Regions from separate parts of the Macaca mulatta genome. Here region 2 is linked to region 1. Evidence: chromatin contacts called from public Hi-C data. All regions are on one chromosome and are shown on one strand. Each heading gives the region's core, a stretch centred on a gene start, on an enhancer-like site or on the middle of the called end of the contact. The rest is flanking DNA. Distances are from core to core; before and after follow the strand shown.

Region 1 (2,700 bases), core at 199-2,698:
GAGATTTACCATATAATGCAGGAAACTGTCACCTTTCTGAACTACAAGTTCGTTAAATATCAAATTGACTTTCATGTATCTAAGTATTTGCTTTATGTATAACGCTACCTACCATACACATTTTTGTAAGTTTTTTATATACTTGTGATTCAGTACTTCCAAAATATATGCAGAATGACTAAAGTTTATACTCCCATCAGCAAGATCATGTTTCCTCACAGGCTTACCAACAATATCATACAATTTTTAAATTTCCTGTAAATCTTAAGGGTATAAAGTAGTACATTATTATTGTTTAAATTTGCATAGATCTGATTACTAACAAAGTTGAGACTATTTTAATATGCTTATTAGTCATTTTCACTTTCATTTTGTGAAATGCTTCTCCCTATCCTTTGTCTGCTTTTCTCTCTGTTGGGTTTTCTGCTCTATTTTCTGAAGTTCTTTTTATTTATTTATTTATTTATTTATTGAGCCGGAGTCTCACTCTGTCGTCCAGGCTGCAGTGCAGTGACACAATCTCGGCTTACTGCAAGCTCCGCCTCCCGGGTTCACGCCATTCTCCTGCCTCAGCCTTCCAAATAGCTGGGACAATAGGCGCCCGCCACCATGCCCAGCTAATTTTTTATGTTTTTAGTAGAGACGGCGTTTCACCGTGTTAGCCAGGATGGTCTCGATATCCTAACCTTGTGATCCGCCCGCCTCGGCCTCCCAAAGTGCTGGGATTACAGGCGTGAGCCACCCCACCGGGTCTGGAAAGCTTTTAAACTCGGAAAGTGATATGATCTGGATTTTTCTTTTCTTTTTCTTTTTTTTTTTTTTTTTTTAATTTGGAGACAATGTCACGCTCTGTTGCCCAGGCTGGAGTGCAGTGGCACGATAAATCATAGTTCGCTGCAGCCCCGGGCCCAAACAATCCCCCCACCTAAGCCTCCGAAGTAGCTGGGACCACAGGTGTGTGCCACCACACCTCGCTAGGTTTTTAAATTTTTTTTTTTTAATTTTTCATTTTTTTATTTTGTAGAGACGGGGAGGAGGAAGCGGCGGGGTGGGGCTCCCTATGTTGCCCAGGCTAGTCTCGAACTCCTGGTCTTAAGAGATATCCCACCCCTTCGGTCTCCCAAAGTGTCGGGATTACAGGCGTCAGCCACTGCCATCATTGGAAGCTAGCTAAGCCTAGGCTGGGCAGAGACTTGGACACTTTGAGGGGAGAAGGGAGGGTGAGAAGTTGGAAAGGGGAACGGAAAACCACTCTCCTGGTAGCAGTCCCTGCCCACAACAAACCTTGCCTTCTGCCCTTAAGGAAAATGGCGCCTGGCATAGATGCGCTTCCGGCCACGGAGCCAAACAGAACAGAGGAGGCAAGAGGCCGGAAGTGGCCGCCCTTTGCCACTCCCCCTGCCTCCTCTCCGCCTTTAACTTCTCGGGAAGATGAGGCAGTTTGGGATCAGTGGCCGAGTTGCTGTTGCCGGGTGATAGTTGGAGCGGAGACAGTGAGTGCCGGCTGCCTCGACAGCTAGCACGTTTGCGACGCTCGGAGTGACCTTCGAGCGACTGGGGACAGGGGGGCGGGAGTCGTGCATGCAGCGTTCTGTGACGAGGCGCCGCCCGCCGCGGTCCTGTGGGAAAGGAGAGAGCGAACCGTCAGGCGAGCGGGGCTGGCGGCCGAGTCGAGCCCACGGAGCCCACGAGGCCGAGCTCGGGGGTGGGAGTGGGGGATCCGGACCTGGACGGGCGCGCGTGGGGCTGGGGTGGGCTCTGGCCCCGACCACTGCGCCCGGTGTGAGAAGGCGGGAGGCTTTTACTAAGGCAGGTGTTCACACCGGCCGGACCGGGGCGTTGCCCCCACCCGGCTTTTCCCACGCAGCTCCTTCGCGCGGTCATTTCTGGACTCTCTGGAAGGATCCGCCTTCTTTATGGCCAGTGTTCCTTTCCATGTGCACACCAGGATTAGGCCGTGATTGTTTGTCTTTGGTGTCTTTTTCTTGAGAAACCACCTATGCTTTCTGAGACTCATATTCCTTGAAGTTTCTGATACTTTGGCTGGAAGCGTTAATGCCCTCTTTAAGCCTTACCTCCTCATTTGTAGTGATGAACTCCGTCTTTCTAAATGTCAGCCTCACGTTGTGATCTTAGAATTTTATTTCCTCACTCTGCATATCCACCCCCACTCACCTAGAGCTTCAGGTTGAGAAACTTAGTAACTTCGTTATTGTTTGTGAACTTGGCTTCCTTTCACTAACCCTATTCCCTGATGTACTTTATAGTCACATGCAGTGACAAACTTAGTCACAATTAGTTTCATCTTCACCAAAGGGAAAAGGGAAATTGAGTCGAAATTGCAACCAAAATTTTGGCTAATAGATTTCACTTATTTTAGTGAAATATCATTCAAAAGTCATCTCTAATTGTCTGACTAGAACACTCCCAAAAAAGAATTACCTAAAAACGTTTTGCCAGCATAATTTATCTCATTGGGGAGTTGATGACTGTCACTGGTGTGTCATCAGTTTACATGTCTATCATCCACTTTAGTTTGTGCTTTTCTAACTTTATCTCCCCCTAGTAGCATAATGGCAGAAACTGTTTCTCCACTGAAGCACTTTGTGCTGGCTAAGAAGGCTATTACTGCAATCTTTGACCAGTTACTGGAGTTTGTTACTGAAGGATCACATTTTGTTGAAGGTTAGTTCTTCTTAA
Region 2 (2,766 bases), core at 81-2,580, 230 kb after region 1:
TTTCGCGTCCTCTTCCTCACGGAGTCCCTCGTTTCCAGGCCCCACGTTTGGGCGCCACGAGTCCCGGCCCACGGGATTGTCAAAGCAGGCCCTGGAAGAGGGGGTGGGAATTTGGGGAACAAGAGACACGAGAAATGGAGACAAGACAGTATCCTGATCAAGTCTCGTTTAATGGCGGTAATGCAATGCCTTATATACATTTGGAGGGGAAGGGGTTGGGCTAAGGCGGAAATTACCTAAAAAAGGAAGGCGTGGCCAGATAAGCCTCGGTTTCTCCGGTCGGACGTCATGTTGCGCCTGCGCAGTCAGGTAGTCTTGTCCCAGGCGCGGGAAAAAAGAATGAAAAAGAAGCAGGAAGAGCGCCATCTTTTAATGGCGGTATTAATACAGGGAAGAAGGTAAATCTAGGGAGAAGATGTGGGGTGGAAATGAATATAGCTCAGGCATTTAATCTTTAATGATTATTCACTATGGCCGGGCGTGCAGCTCCGGACACTTCACCTCCTGGGTTCAAGCGATTCTCCTGCCTCAGCCTCCCAAGTAGCTGGGACTACAGGTGTGTGCCACCACGCCCAGCTAATTTTCGTATTTTTAGTAGAGACGGGGTTTCACTGTGTTGACCAGGCTGGTCTCGAACTCCTGACCTCGTGATCTACCCGCCTCGGCCTCCCAAAGTGCTGGGATTACACGGGTGAGCCACCACACCCGGCCTGAAATTTTTTTTTTTTTTTTAAGAAATTGATTTTTTAAATCGTTTTTAAAGCGCTACCTAGGTTTAGCTGGGATAATGCATCATTTCATTCTTCTTTTACTTATTAATAACCATTTTAAAAATTACAAGATCCTATCAATTTGTCTGATTTACTGATTCCCCTATCCCAAAGTGGAGCGCAAAATTTTTATTTCTTCAACCTAAAGTTAGTTTAAAATACTTTTTCTGAAGAAAAAAAGAAAGAAATCCACATTGCCCACAGTCACTGGACAGGAATCTCAGCGTGGAGACACACGTTCAATTTCCAGAAGTCTACCTTCCCCTACCCAGGTTCCCGCAGCTCCTCAGCGCCCAGCCGCACCTCTTACGCCCCTCCCATGCTTCCCTCCAGCCTTCCTCCTTCTTCTCCCACTGCCTCCGCCCACTCTCTCGCCCACCCGGGAAGCTCCGCCCGCTTCAGCTCCGCAACCCAACTCCTTCTGTCCGGCTGTCGCTTTCCTCTTTCCCCGCCCCCATGGCTGCCTTCGATTGGCTAAACCTGCTGGGCCGCGGCGGGGATGCGGCGCAGCCGCATTCTGATTGACTAAACGTAGGCCTGGACCCTCGTGATTGGCTGATAGGAGGAGACAGCAAGTGTAGCTGAGCTCCGGGGTGTGTGGACGCCGCTTTGTTGCCTGAGGGGGGTGGCGGTGGAAGTTAAGGGAGTCAGGGGCTATCGCTTCTCGGGACTCGCAGTCGCGGCCACTGCAGTCACTTCTCCAGTTAGCCCTTAGGGTAGGGGTCGCGCCGGCAGCAGCCATGAGCGGCGGCGTGTACGGGGGAGGTGAGTGAGTGCGGCCGGAGGAGAGAGCGCGCGTTTTCGGCGTGTGGGGTTTGTAACCGCCGCTCCCAGCCCTCCCCTCCTCGGCGTTCCCTTCCGGTTTCCCCCTCTCGGGACCCCGGCCTCCCCGCCCCATCCCCGCCCCACGCTCTGCCCGCCCCCGGAGCCCACCAGGCTCGGCCAGCGCCTCGGGCGCCCTGGAGTGGCGGCTCTCTGTGGCCGGTTCCTGCCTCTGCCCCCGGAGAAGCAGGGTTTTGGGATGCACGCTCGTTTCTCTAGAGAGCCTCGGGGCTGGGCGGGAAGCTCAGTCCAGCCGGCCGCCGGGCCCCGGGTTGCGTTACCGCCCCAGGGTCGCATCTCCACGAGTGCCTCCTGGACTCGGCTGTGTCGGGGCGCATGTGCTCGCGCCTAAACTTGGAAGGTCCCGGCGGTTTGCAAGCGTGGACGGAGGGTTCCCAGAGCGTCTCACAGGTGGCAATGCGAGCCTCAAGCCGTAGAACTGACTAGGGAAGCGGCGGCCACTTAGGGTACTGCCTCCTCCCTGTCTGTGCCCCATGCGCGAGCTGCCTCACCTTTCAGTAACTCCTGCCTGTTTGTTGGCTGCGGAGTCTCCAGAGTGACTCGTGGGCGGGTCTGTTTGAGATTAATTCAGGAGCACGTGTAGTTTAAGGATGCCCAGAAAGTTTGCCGGGGGTCCTAGGCGTCTTGTTTTTTCACTTATCCTTGATTAGACTGGTGTGGCAGAAAGATTACCAGGTGCGGGGGGTTACAGACCTGAGTTGAAATATCCGCCTCACTGTTGAGCGCTTTGGTCTTAGGCAATTTACATAATTTTCCAACTTCAGGCCTCATTTGTGGAATAATTCCTAGCCAATGGGGATGGGCGTAAAGGTTAAATGAAATAATGCTACATTTGCCACTTAAAGTCTGGTCCATGGACCAGCAGTGTCAGCATCACCTGCAAGCCTCTTAGAAATGCAGAATCTCACGCGTCATTCAAAATCTACTGATTTAGAGCCTCCATTTTTGCAAGATCTGCAGGTGAATCAAAACACTGATACATATAATTAATGTTTTGGGTTGTGTTTGATGAGTTAGAGACCCAGAAAACAAATCCAGACTATTGCTATTGTTGCTGTGTCTAGTAGTGATGCTGTTTCTATAAAGGATGTCATTTTACAGGTAAGATACAACAAAAATAAGATTTTTCCTTCATGTTCCCCAAGAAAATCAC

What was found. Hi-C and Micro-C count contacts between places; a contact is called where the count stands out from the background.
Region 2: a Hi-C map of fetal cortex germinal zone shows a contact between it and region 1, with 2.2 times the contacts expected there. The contact joins the promoter of ACTL6A here to the promoter of MFN1 in region 1. A contact is called at or near these places in 2 of 14 Hi-C or Micro-C datasets (fetal cortex germinal zone and fetal cortical plate).

What each region holds. Positions count from the first base shown.
Region 1 is chr2:91,336,780-91,339,479 of T2T-MMU8v2.0, forward strand. MFN1 (mitofusin 1) reads left to right here and starts at 1,449. Exons shown (of 18, transcript NM_001266266.1): 1 at 1,449-1,493; 2 at 2,567-2,685. The coding sequence starts at 2,574.
Region 2 is chr2:91,570,813-91,573,578 of T2T-MMU8v2.0, forward strand. ACTL6A (actin like 6A) reads left to right here and starts at 1,331. Exons shown (of 14, transcript NM_001104559.2): 1 at 1,331-1,535. The coding sequence starts at 1,511.